Regions from separate parts of the Mus musculus genome. Here regions 1 and 2 are each linked to region 3. A link is a contact called in public Hi-C and Micro-C data. All regions are on one chromosome and are shown on one strand. The core of a region is the stretch at or near the end of the contact, and the rest is flanking DNA. Distances in the headings are between cores, read along the strand shown. Region 1 holds the start of Srarp (steroid receptor associated and regulated protein). Region 2 holds the start of B330016D10Rik (RIKEN cDNA B330016D10 gene). Region 3 holds the start of Tmem51os1 (Tmem51 opposite strand 1).

Region 1 (4,125 bases), core at 1,261-3,760, 650 kb after region 3:
TCTGCTCCATCCTCCCAATGGTCAGGTCTGCCTTGGTAATACATTTGAGATGTTCATGGCCTTGACCACGGTGTAGATATATTAACCACAATAAAATTCAAGTAAGTGAAAATATCTAAAAATATATAATTCAAAAGTAACTGTCATTTTATGTCTGAAGTAATTACTATGCTGTGCCAGAAATGAACATTCCAAGGTTACTATGGCCCTCATCTGACTTTAGTGTGAGTTATGGTCTGTGTGAGTTTTGCCTTTAATCGTGCTGGACTTCCAAACTTGGACACCAAGAGGCTATTCAGAGGCTGGAGCCCACTCTTAGTGTGGCTATCAAGAAAAGGGACTCAAATTTAACTAATCAGTGTGGTTGTCAGTAACTATCTTGTGTGGGTCATTTCACAACGTTTTGAACTTTCATTTGAAATCACCTCATTGAAGCCAGGCATGGTGACGGACGCCTTTAATCCCAGCACTTGGAGGCAGAGGCAGGCAGATTTCTGAGTTCGAGGCCAGCCTGGTCTACAGAGTGAGTTCCAGGACAGCCAGGGCTGCAGAGAAACCTGTCTCAAAGAACCGGAAAAAAAAAGAATAATAAAATAAAATAAAATAAAATAAAATCACCTCATTGAAACTGACTGCTACATCTTGTAATAACAGGGCTGGAGAGATGGCTCAGCGGTTAAGAGCGCTTGCTGCCCTTCCAGAGATCCTGTATTCAATTCCCAGCAAACACCTGGCGGCTTATAACCATCTGTAATCGAAACCATGAATGGTAACTCCTGAAAGGACACTATATGCAGAAATCGGTGGATTAGAATCTCAACACTGGGCCATCTGGAGCAAGGTGGGTAGACCCGGGAGTGAGCAGAGGTCTGGAATTCAAATTCCCAGAAAGCACATGATGGCTCACAACCATTAAAAAAAAAAAAAAAAATCAGGGCTGGAGAGATAGCTCAGTGGTTAAGAGAATTGACTGTTCTTCGAGAGGTCCTGAGTTCAATTCCCAGCAACCACATGATGGCTCACAACCATCTGTAATGGGATCTGATGACTTCTTCTGGTGTGTCTGACAGATACAGTGTACTCATCATATATATATATATATATATATATATATAGAGAGAGAGAGAGAGAGAGAGAGAGCTGGGCTTTAATCCCAGCACTGGGGAGGCAGAGGCAGGCGGATTTCTGAGTTTGAGGCCAGCCTGGTCTACAGAGTGAGTTCTGGGACAGCCAGGGATACACAGAGAAGCCCTGTCTTGAAAAACAAAAAACAAAAAAAAAAAAAGAAGAATATCAACACAGTGGAAAGGCTGGAGTGTTGCCCATCCAGAGGTTAATTCCCCTATCGTTGGGCCAAATTCCAGCCCTCTGGAGCAGCCTTCAACCTGTGTCAGAACGAACAGATTATGACAACAGACAAAAACCTTTTAGAGTTTATAGATTTAGCAGACAACTGGTGTCCACCAATCCAGAAGCTAAACTGACAGATAGCATATTAAGTCTATAGAAAAGTTTCCCCATTTCTCTGGTAATGTACCCACCGATGTATTTTATTTTTTAGATGTATTTATTTATTATTTTGTGTATAGGAGTTCTCTATCTGCGTGTACAACAGAAGAGGGCATCAGATCACGTTATAGATGGCTGTGAGCCACCACGTGGTTGCTGGGAATCGAACTCAGGACCCCTCTGGAAGAGCAGCCAGTGCCCTTAACTGCCAAGTCATCTCTCCAGCCCCACCACCGATATATTTTAAACTTGCTTTGATTCATAACTTTCTCTGTTCTGTAAAACTCCCGAAACTTTGTGAAATTGCTTCCGCACTGAAACATGGAATTTAGGGTAACCCAAATCCACGCTCCCAGGCCGTGATCGCTCACAGTGGCTCCCGAATAAACTTTTATTCCTATTAAGGAGAGAGAGAGCTGTGGCTTTTGTGTTGACATACTGTGACACAGCCAGACATGGTGGCCCATGTCTGTCATTTCATCACTAGGAGGTTGAGGCAAGAGTATCAGAAGTTCCAGAACTCTAGCTGTTTTCTTATCAAGATCCTCCCCCCTCAGAAAGATAAAATAAAATAAAAGTGAATAAGCCGGGCATTGGTGGCACAGGCCTTTAATCCCAGCACTTGGGAGCAGGCAGAGGCAAGCGGATTTCTGAGTTCGAGGCCAGCCTGGTCTACAAAGTGAATTCCAGGATAGCCAGGGCTATACAGAGAAACCCTGTCTTGAAAAACAGCAACAACAACAAAAAAAGTGAATAAATAAAAGCCAAATCAGCCATGTAATGACTGGAACTGGGGGGATTGAGGCCTGGCTGAGAGCTTCCAAAGAGCTCCAGGAAGGAGCTGCACTGGGAAAAGATAGCATCTGCTTGATAGGAAGCCTCACCCTACAGCCAACAACCTGTTGTTATAGTAACCTTTCAGATCAAAGGATTCCTCAAGGGCCACAAGTCCCCCAGGGTCCTAATGACTACTAAGGGTTGGGCTCCAGGGTAGGAAGGCTCTTCAACATTCTGGAAGCTGTGTCCAAAGACATTTTCAGACAAGCACTGGAGCGCATGGCTTTCTCAAAGGACCCCAGGAGAACCAGCCTTAGGGATTCTAGTGTGGAGATGAGCTCTGGTAAGATGGGGCAGCGGCATCTCCACGATGAGGAAAAGACCAGCTGAGGGGCAGCAAGCAGGCAGGTGGCTGGTGGCTGGGGTTATGGCTGCTGCAGGGGGCTTCACATAGGCTGTGTATTAACCAGCAAACCAGAGCATAGAGTCCTCTGAGCTGGGGAAAAATTAAGACCAGGTAGGGAAGAGATCTGGGATATTATTTGCATAAGTAGAGTTACTTTTTGTTGTTGTTGAAATTAATTTAGCATGTGTGTGTGTGTGTGTGTTGGGGAGTGTGTTTTTTGTTTGTTTGTTTGTCTATGAAGTGAGACATACATGCTACATGCCTCCAACATTTCAGCCTTACTGAGAATCTACTCAGCAAGTTCCACTTTAAAGATTTGATTCATTTTATTTTATGTATATGAGTGCACTGTAGCTGATTGTGAGCCTTCATGTGGTTGTTGGGAATTGAATTTTTAGGACCTCTGCTTGTTCTGGTCAACCCAGCTCGCTCTGGCCCAAAGATTTATTTATTATTATAATTAAGTACACTGTAACTGTCTTCGGACACACCAGAAGAGGGCGTCAGATCTCATTATGGATGGCTGTGAGCCACCATGTGGTTGCTGGGAATTGAACTCAGGACCTTTGGAAGAGCAGTCCGTGCTCTTAACCACTGAGCCATCTCTCCCAGCCCCAGATGACTCCCATTTGTAACTCTAGAACTGGGAAGGAAGAAGCAAGAGGATCTTGGGAAGTTCAAGGTCAGTCAGTCAGTCAGTCAGTCTGTCTGTCTGTCTGTCTGTCTGTCTGGTTTATGGAGTGTGCTCTAAGACAGCCTGTCTCCACAGCAAATGAGAACTATAGAAACAAACCCCCCAGGCTTCAGAGGTAGACAGTGCTGCTCTGAGTGTTTCCTTACGAATAAATCCACTTTATTTCATTTATTCCTGCTTCTACCCTGTGCTGAGCTCAGAGCTGGGGGCAGCATGGTAGAGCACTTAAAACAGAAACCCAGGCAGACTACCTTAGGATATCAGTTTATTTATTGTAGGGGGTGGTGAGGATTCTGTGGGGCTCCTTAAAGGCCACCAGCACCCATGCTAGCTGAACCTCGTTTTCCTCCTCAAAGTTCCCCCAGCTTCCCTCTTGGATCTAGACCTTGTTATTTCCAGTATGGCCCACAAGCCTGCACAATAGAACATCAGGTCCCAGACTAGACCAATTGTGTGTGTGTACACATGAGTGTGCATGCACGATTTATGGACTAGCATAGAATCTAACTCTGTCATTTCTACTTTTTTTTTTCTCTTTGAGACAGGGGTTCTCTGTGTAGCCCTGGCTGTCCTAGATCTTGCTCTGTAGACCAGGCTGACCTTGAACTCAGAGATGGGCCTGCCTCTACCTCCTGAGTGCTAGTATTAAAGGCATGCGCTACCACTGCCTAGCACTACTTTAGTTTTTTTAATTAAAAAAAATTTAGCAACTAGGCATGCTGGCGCATGCCTTTGATCC
Region 2 (4,132 bases), core at 938-3,437, 540 kb after region 3:
CCGTGGTTAGGACTCTTTCTATCCTTGCTCAAGACCGCGGTTCCAAACTGCCTATAACTCCAGCTCCACAAGACCCACACCCTTTCTGACCCGAAAGGACATATACACATAAATTTAAAAACCCACAGAACAAAAACAACAAAACATTGGGCACAATAAAAAACAGAGACCGGAGGATCTTTAGTTCAAATTTATCCTCAACTACAAAGCTGAGTTCAAGACCCGCTTGAGCTTCTTGAGTCTTTCTCAAAAACAGTGAAAAATTCTAAAGGAAATAGAATTTAAAATTCAATCAGACTCTCCTTGTCTGTGCAATGAAGTGCTGGGAAATCATTCTCGGAGTGTCAATACACCATATATGCCATATTATTCTAACGTCCCAGGATAAGATTTCACTGATGTCCTGGGGCTGCGACATAGAGAAACCCTGTCTCGAAAACCAACTAACCAAATAATGATTTGAATTGTTTTACTTGGTTACAAGACAAGAAAACATGGTGAACACAACATATTTTAAGTAATCACTACTAAAGGTTTCAGACTATTTATGTAATCTTAAAGACACAGTATACAGTTTTATAACTACCAAGCCCACCTATTCATGAAATTTGAAATCGAAACGCTTCTGCTAAATTTCTCTCATCTGGCAGTCATCAAAATCCCGATTGGTTCCTTCAACATGTTTTGACCTTTTCAGTCTGTCATCATAAGCTTTACCCCACTATTACAGAAAACATAAGCAGTCGCCATAATTACACATAGTGAGAAGACAAAAAAAGAGGTTTACTGTAGCCAAGACACAAATAGATGAGTCAGGACGGGCTGGTTCCTTTATGATACCAGGCTTTTGTGAAGAAAAACCACGTCAACCATTAGGGGGAAGAAAACTGCACAAAAGCTGGAAGTCAAATTTAGCAGCGTTTTTCAAGTTTTCTGGGTTTGCGAAATAGTGCCAGAATTTTCAGCATTACACACAACTAAGATTCGCATTTTTAAATATTCCTCAAGAAGACATTTGCTTTTTCGGAAAGTGAAAGGGCGATGGATGTCAGGCACGTATTTTATTATTTATTTTTAATAAACTCATAGCTTTTTGAAAATAAGTGGAAGTTAAATCGACAGAAGAAAGCCATCACAGCATATTTATTGTTCAGGCTTCTGGGTCAGGGAGAATGGGCCCTGAAAGCCTTGTGCTCCGAGGGCCAGCCAATGGAAGCCGAGCTCTCAGCGCTCCTCCACCTCGTGGGCTGCACGAGCCCCGCCTCCTGGTGCTAGGTTCCGCGGAGTTTCGGCACCTTTGTTGCTTTCGGGACCGAACTTGACTTTGTTTGCAGAGGTGGAGGATGCCGAGCCCGGTTCGCCCGTAAGCCGCTTCCCACGGCGGCGATTTAAGTTTCCCCACGCAGGATGTCATCCCTCGCACGGGGGGACACACCCCGCTTCCGATGGGCTCCCGGATCCCGCACGCCCTGGGGCTGCCTCTCCCGGTTCACACGCTGCTGCTGCTGCGGCGCCGGCGGCGGCTGCAGAGCCCGAGGGGCCTCGCGACCCCCAGGCGGAGAACAAAGGGGGCCGGGGCCGCGCCCGCCGCCGGCCACGCCCATCGCGAGCCGCGGGGCCGCGCCCCGAGCCCCTCCCCCGCCCCCGGGCCGCGCAAAATGGCGGCCGCGCTACAAAATGGCAGCCGGGCGGGCCGTGGCGTGGGGACGCTGTCCCCGCGCGCGGCCGGGGTTCCTTCCCACGCTGTCCATGAGCTCGCGCGCGTGTGCGCGTCACATCCCCGTGAACCCCGGGGGCCCCCCGAGTGTAGACGGGCAGGTCAGAGCGCACACGGGAGCGGAGCTAAGGAGGACGGGGTTCGGGGACCCCTGACCTAGCGCCTCCCTGCCACTCCCAAGCCCCGGCGGCTGCGCCTCCATCTTTTCAATGTCCCCGCCATTCCGCGTCTCCCAGTCCGCTCCCTTGTCCCCACGCTTCCTCCTTGGATGGGAGTGTGTCGTCGGTCGTGGGCTCGGCTAAGGCCGTGTACTTTTTGTTGGGACTTTTCGCTGTCTTCTCTCAGAAAATGGCTCGCTTTCCATTCATCCCCTCAGGTTCCCTTTGTAGCCCTCTTTCCAGAAACTTCTCAGGGTAGCTCGGCCAGCAGCGGCGGCGAGCTCCGCGGCCTTCTCCACCCTTCACTGTCATCCCACCCCGCGCATGCGCCTGGCGGCGGCGGGCCGCGGCCCAGGCGCGCGCCCGGGAGACTGTGAGAGTGGCGCGGGCGCGCGCGGGTCCGCGGGGGCGGTGCTCTCTCACAATGGAAAGGTTGCCTCCCCCTCCAACGTTTCCCTCCGCGGCGAGCGCAAGCGCACTCGGGCGACCTCGCGTTCCTTGGAGGGGCTGGGAGGAGGGAGAGAAATGGGTGGCCTTGCCGCGCGCGTGCGCAGTTCGGCGCCGTGCATTTTTTTTTTTTTCCGCGTTGCCTGTGTGATGAGAAGTGGATCTGAGGACCTTCTTGTCCTGTCCTCCTTTCTCAACCCCCCCTCCCCCCCCCCCCAGTCTCGAAAACGGGTCCCTCCGGCTTGGAGGCAGGCCGGACAAAGCCGAGGCAGTGGGGTCGTCTTGCCCACCCTCTCCCGATCCACGTTTGAGAGTTTCCCGATGGACCTGGAGACCCTGCAGGCCCCGGGTGTTGGGCTGCCGCATTGTTCTCGCCTGGAAAGCGGAGGCGAAGGTGCCCTTGCTGGCGGGCCGCGTGTGCAGACGGAGCTCGCCGGGCCGCTCGGGTTCCCTTCGCCGTGGGCTTGCGCCGCGGTGACCACAGTGACCGCGATCGCACTTCCCAAGAAGTGTAGTGGAAAGGACTGTCAGGGCTGTGGGTTCCTGGGGGTGGGGGGCGGGGAAACTAAGAAACCCAAAACCCCACTTGTCATGGAGCCCACCTATGTGAACCCAGAGTTTGAAGGGCAGCCAGAGAAATTGCCTCTCGGGTTATTAGTGTGGGGCGGAGTGTGAGCCAGGAGTCTCCGTGAAGAAAGCACGCTGGTTGTGACAGCCCCACGTCGGGGAGACCCCAGGCTGCCCTTGGCCCTGCTGCTCCCCGGCGTGGGGTGGCGTGGGGGTGGCGGAGCGGCCTGCAGGTGTGTGAGCGCCCTTGACCTCTGTGAGGTCACCCGCCCGGGCTCTGGGCGGAGCCGGATCCGCCTTCCCGGTGGGAACCATGAGCTGGTGACCGGTTCCTCCCGGAACCATTAGTGTGGAAAGCCAGGCTAGAGGTAGAATTCTAGCAAAGCTGTAATACACGGGTTGCAAATGAACACTGAGTCATACAGTCTGTAAATTTGGAGAATCCCTGCCGCACGTTTCTCTGAACAGAAATTATATTTAATAGGGTCTTTCAAATCATTTTTCCACCAGTAGGAAAATAAAGCAAATACTGAGTTGGTTTTTTTAAAGTGTCCTAAAACATTAAAAAAAATTTTGGGGGGATTACATTGTTGAATAACTAGGATTTTTAGAAATATCCTTTACCATTTTTGTTTTGTTTTGTTTTTTAAGTTAGCTGCTCACAATGTAGCTCTGGCTGGCTGAGCTAGGCTGGTCCCTCCTCCAGGTGTTGCAAGTACCAAACTGATCTTAAGGGGAAATGTCCTTTCAGTGCAAGGTTTTTAGGACGAAGAACAACAACAACAAAGAAAAGAAAGAAAGAAAAAGAAGGGCTCTGTGTTAAAATTCAGATGTGTAGAGGTGGGGAAAACACCAGATTTAGGGCGTTTTTTTTTTTATTTACCTTTCTGAGCATTGGTGTTTTGCCTGCATGTATGTTTTTGTGAGACGGACAGATGTTGAATTTAGAGACAGTTGTGAGCTGCCATGTGGGAGCTGGGATTTGAACCTGCATCTTCAGGAAGGGCAGTCGGTGCCCCTAACCACTGAGATTCATCGAGCCCCTATTTAGGGCGTTTTGTCAGTGAAATTGTAAGAGATAACTCTCACTGGATGGGTGTGTGTTTTTTTAAAGTATTTTGAAATTCATCTAGACTCTTCAAAGAAAGTTATCTTCAGACATTTTTGCAGCCTTCAAACTAGAGTCAGTTTTCTTTCATTCTTTCCCCCCCCCCCCCCCCTTTGAGACAGGGTTTCTCTGTGT
Region 3 (4,595 bases), core at 1,510-4,009:
ATCTTATCCTCTTTCTAAATCCGTGAATCAAGCTATATCCTGGTGTCTCTTGAGAGAAGAGCTTTCCAGTGGACTGTCAGCAGAAGGGCTGGTGAAATCAGCATTGGCCTATACAGCTGAGAGGCTAGATGTATCCATTCCCCGTGGCTACTGTAACAAATTGCCAGGAACTGCTGCAGGGCTTAGAGAAACAAGGTTACAGTTTTGGAGGTCAGGTAGCAGCTTCTCCCAGGCTAAAATCAGTAACAAGTGTGAGGACCCTTAGCAGGTGGGAAGTCCCTTCTGGGCTTTCTACCACATAATCTATTCCTATCATTTCCAGCTTTTCTAGGCCGCTAACATCCCTTGGCTGTCACAGGATCCCTTTCAGAAGCTTTCTCTGACCCCTTCTTCCCCTGCAACATCTCAGATACGACCGACCCTCCTACCTTCCTCTGACAAAAGCCCCTGTGACCTCTTTGGGTGACCCTGATCTCCAGATTCACAGCTTGATCATACCTGCAGTCTACCACCTAAGGTCCTGGGTTCCGGAGACTTGAGATGTGAACAGCTTTGGGCGCCCATTATCCTGCCAGCTCTTGGAAATTCTAGGTGTGGGTATTCTGAGCCAGGGCTGCAGAGACAGCCCCAGTGCTGGCAGATCCAAGAATAGAATCTTCTCATTTTTGAGGCCTCCCCTGAAAAGTCAGAAAGATCTTCCTCTTAGTGCTCTGTGAAGGTTGGATGTTTGCAGCACAGGATTCAATAGACAGCATCCATTATCCAACCCCAACCCCGATGTCCTGTGATAATAGATGCTCTGGCTAGGGTTCCTACTGCTGCAATGAAACACCATGACTGTGTGTGTGTGTGTGTGTGTGTGTGTGTGTGTGTGTGTGTGTGTATTTGGCTTAGGCTTCTACATTACTGTTCATCATTGAAGGAAATCAGGCAGGAACTCAAGCAGGGCAGGAACCTGGAGGCAGGAGCTGATGCGGAGGCCATGGAGGGATGCTGCTTACTGGCTTGTTCCTCATGATTGTTCTGACTGGTTTCTACAGCACTCAGGACCCAGAGGTCCCCACAATGGACTGCACACACACACACACACACACACACACACACACACACACACACACACACACCCTACTAATCACTAATTAAGAAAATGCCCCACAGACTTGCCCACAGCCTGATCTTATGGAGGCATTTTCTCAGTTGAGAATCCCTCAACAAATATAACTATAACTTGTGTCAAGCTCACATAAAACTAGACAGCACAATAGGTAATAGAAGTCACTGTTTGAGATTCGCATCTTTGGATCGTTTCCCCTAAGGACACATGCCTCCGGTCCTGGTGAGGTAGCAGCGTGGTGGGATAAGGAGGCAGGCAGCTCCTGGGTGGGAAGAGGTAAGAAAAAAGAAACACATTAAGGCAGAAGGTTGGACAGTGTGCGATGCGACTCTTTTAGTTTTCCTCTCAGCTCAGCTTTGGCTGTTAAGTCCTTGGTCTCTCCCCGCTTGGAAGAGACAGACCTGCCCAGCTAGATTAGATGCGGTGTAGGGGCAGGTCTAGAGCTGAATCCCGGCATGGAAAAGTACCAGTATTCCTTGCTTCCACCTCTGGGACTCTCTGAATGACCTGCCTCGAGTCTGTCAGGGTGAAATGCAAACTATAGGCCCGGGCTGTGCCGGGTGGAGAGGTTGAGGGAGAATGTTCAGGAGGCGAGGCGGGGCGGGGCGGGGGTGGGGTCACCCAGGCCGGGTTCAGAGTAAGGACGTGAAATGTTAGCAGTTACTCTTGCGCTCCGAACCTGTTTCCAAAAATGCCCTTTTCACTTCCCAAATCACAAGCCATTTCCCAATTAATCCCTTTCTATCAGTGCAAATAAGAAGTAGCAGTGTATAGAGTGTGATTGGACTCCGGAAGTATACAGCTCGGGAAGTATGTACCCAGGAATTCCAAGTGAACTTGGCTGCAGCCAAGCTGTGCGGTTTATCCAGAAAGCGGACTTTCAATCTCTCTCTCTCTCTCTCTCTCTCTCTCTCTCTCTCTCTCTCTCTCTCACACACACACACACACACACACACACACACACACACCAGTAGGAGGCGCCTTTTAACCCCAGCCGAATCCTCTGACACCCGGCTGCCCAGGGACTTCTCAAGCCTTGAACTTCAAAGAGCTGGCTGCGCACCCACGAAGCCACCCAGGTCGAGATTCAGAGCTGGCAGGGCACATAGATCTGTGCCTGGAGTCGTGGGGTTCCCAGGCAAACTTCCAGCCAGGTGAGGCGCCACTCAGTTCAGATCACCCTCCCCGGCTCCAGGCGGAGGGAGAAGCCAGCCTGTGATTCGCTGGAAAGTTTTCTGCCAAGCTGGGAACGCGCCCCTTACGGGAACACTCCCGAGCTAGACTAGGGCTCGAAGTGGCGATCCGGAGGGCGTCCGGGACACCAGAGAGTGGGAAGCTGACCGAAAGCGTGAGCTGAGAGGCTGGGAAAACTTCCCTTCCTTCCTCCTTCCCTCCTCCGCCCATCATTGGGCTTGGCTGCCTGGAGCCGCAGGAGCGGCGGCCTGCGCGCACAAGAAGGTGAGTTTACAGCCAGGTGAGGTCGCCGAACAGGGACTCCCAGCTCCCATTATCCCTCAAGTGCCCCAGTAGACAGCCATTCCCCAGCCTCAGAGTAGGAGGTCCGGGACCCTGCACTGCGTTGCAGGGCCAGGCCCTCCAGCCTGCTCCGCCCCAGGGTCCGGGTCCCCGCCTGGTGGCGTAGGGCGCAGGGTGGGCAGGTGGGCGGTGCCTCCTGCGGGCGCCCTCGGTCCCTCCCTCCTGCTCTCGCTGCTTTGGGCCGCGCTGGCTGATCGCCACAGAGGTCCCCGGGCTGCGCGCCCTCTCCACGCTGTGCTCCCCGGCTCCGGCTCCGCGGCCCGCGATTGCCTGGGGTGGGGGTGTCGCGAAACCCCCAGCCCCGGGCCTGCGGACAGAGACCAAGCGTGGCCCTTTGCCTTCGGGGTGAGTCTGCGTCCTCGCGCCGAAAAGAGCACGGTAGGGCCCGGGTTGGGTATCCGTGCGTCCGGGAGCATCATGTCGGACATGTTCCTCAGGGGACTCCACTCCGCCCCCCCCCCCCCCCCGCACCCTCTGTAGCCGCACCCGGCTGATGTGGAGTTCTCCCGCCTCCCCGCGTCGCTCTGGCTTTGGCCTCGAGGGCCCCCTGTTGGCGGGGACAGGTTCCATCCGCTTGTGCCTGGACAGAGCACCTGGGCACTTTTGAGAGGAAAGAACTTGGATAGGGCACTGAGCCGGCCGTGGGAGCCTCTGTCCTAGTAATGTAGGGGTGGACATTGTGTATTCTTACTTCCTTCTGACTGTTACCGGATTAAGAAGCAATCGAGGGGTGGAGAGCCAGCGGTCCTCCAGGGTCCTTAGTTTCTTCGCCTGTAAAATAGGAGTGACTATAGGAGCCCGAGGAGCCCTAGGCTGAGGCTAAGTATTCGCAGACCAATGACTGTAAATTAAGTTACAGGGTGCAGGGGAGAACAAAATACCGACGACATAGTAAGTTTGCTTGTAATTGATATGAATGTTGTGGGTGCATTTGAGGAGGGAACGCCAAGTTTGATTTGGCCACTTTGAGAATTTTTTTCTCACGCACAAGGTAGGAGCAGGAGACCTGTCAGTGGGGGACCCTGCAAGGTGGTGGGTTTCTCCTCTGATGATATATGTGACCCTGAGCCAGGTCCTTGGCCAATATGGAAACTTAGAGATGAAGTCAGGAGTGGAGTGAAGGGGCAGGACCTAGGCGAGTTAAGCAGGCTTGGGGGGGGGGGGTAGGGATCCCCACCTGTCCACTTCAGGGCTTCCTCTAGTTCCTCTAGCTTTTGTTTTGAAAGCAAACTTGAAGGTTGGCTTCTTAAGAGAAGGGTCAAGAGCTTTCCCACTGAGACCTGTCATTCAAAGGTCCTTGGGGGGAGTTACTCCTTTCCAAATATCTCCCTCAGAACCAGATCAAAGGTTCCCCCAACCCAGACAGAAAGAAAAGGGTGAGCAGAGAAAAAGAGACTGGTGGCCATTCTGTTGGTCATTGGGCATCACCCAAAGCCAGCCCTGTCTAATTGGGAAATCAAGGAAGTCAGCGGTAGATATGACAAGGGCTGTGTGATGATGGTGAGCCAAGTCACCTCACCCCCTCTGAGCCTGTCTCCTCCTCCAAGTCTGGAGTGCCGACCTCCTGGACTGCAATAAGGCTTTGGTGGCACACACTCTGTAATTACTGTATTAGGGGGGCTTAGAGAGAGACGAAAGTGGGTACTGGTGTAGTCATCAGGACGTTGGTATCCCTGGAGGACAGGAGAGAAAGATGTCAGAGCAGACGAGATGACAGGAACAATAATATGGAGGTCTATAGGTGTGCGGATGTGCTGGCTGGGGTACCATTTGAGTAGTGTGCATGGGTTTGTGAGCAGGTTGAGGGGAAAGTTAAAGGTCTGGGGGTTTACGATGAGATGGACTGGATAGGCAGTAGGGTGAGGGAGCTGCGGGGACGGGGGTGGAATGGGACCATCCCACAGAGGTGAGCAGAGGTAGACCAAGCATTTTGTGTAAACCAGGA

The links. A called contact is a pair of places that touch in the nucleus more often than the background predicts.
Region 1: a Hi-C map of embryonic stem cells shows a contact between it and region 3, with 2.3 times the contacts expected there. The contact joins the promoter of Srarp here to the promoter of Tmem51os1 in region 3. A contact is called at or near these places in 1 of 39 promoter capture datasets (stem cell-derived epiblast-like cells), 1 of 484 Hi-C or Micro-C datasets (embryonic stem cells) and 4 of 115 datasets of contacts at active chromatin or transcription factors (embryonic stem cells and pancreatic cancer cells).
Region 2: a Micro-C map of embryonic stem cells shows a contact between it and region 3, with 2.3 times the contacts expected there. The contact joins the promoter of B330016D10Rik here to the promoter of Tmem51os1 in region 3. A contact is called at or near these places in 4 of 484 Hi-C or Micro-C datasets (all in embryonic stem cells) and 5 of 115 datasets of contacts at active chromatin or transcription factors (embryonic stem cells and pancreatic cancer cells).

The regions. Positions count from the first base shown.
Region 1 is chr4:141,434,490-141,438,614 of GRCm38.p6, reverse strand. It overlaps Srarp (steroid receptor associated and regulated protein), which reads left to right and starts at 2,510. Exons shown (of 2, transcript NM_001033374.3): 1 at 2,510-2,629. The coding sequence starts at 2,566.
Region 2 is chr4:141,544,217-141,548,348 of GRCm38.p6, reverse strand. It overlaps B330016D10Rik (RIKEN cDNA B330016D10 gene), which reads right to left and starts at 2,187. Exons shown (of 1, transcript NR_030695.1): 1 at 36-2,187.
Region 3 is chr4:142,082,462-142,087,056 of GRCm38.p6, reverse strand. It overlaps Tmem51os1 (Tmem51 opposite strand 1), which reads right to left and starts at 2,759. Exons shown (of 5, transcript NR_027137.1): 1 at 2,083-2,759; 2 at 1,244-1,376; 3 at 499-677; 4 at 1-181. Tmem51 (transmembrane protein 51) reads left to right here and starts at 2,753. Exons shown (of 3, transcript NM_145402.3): 1 at 2,753-2,995.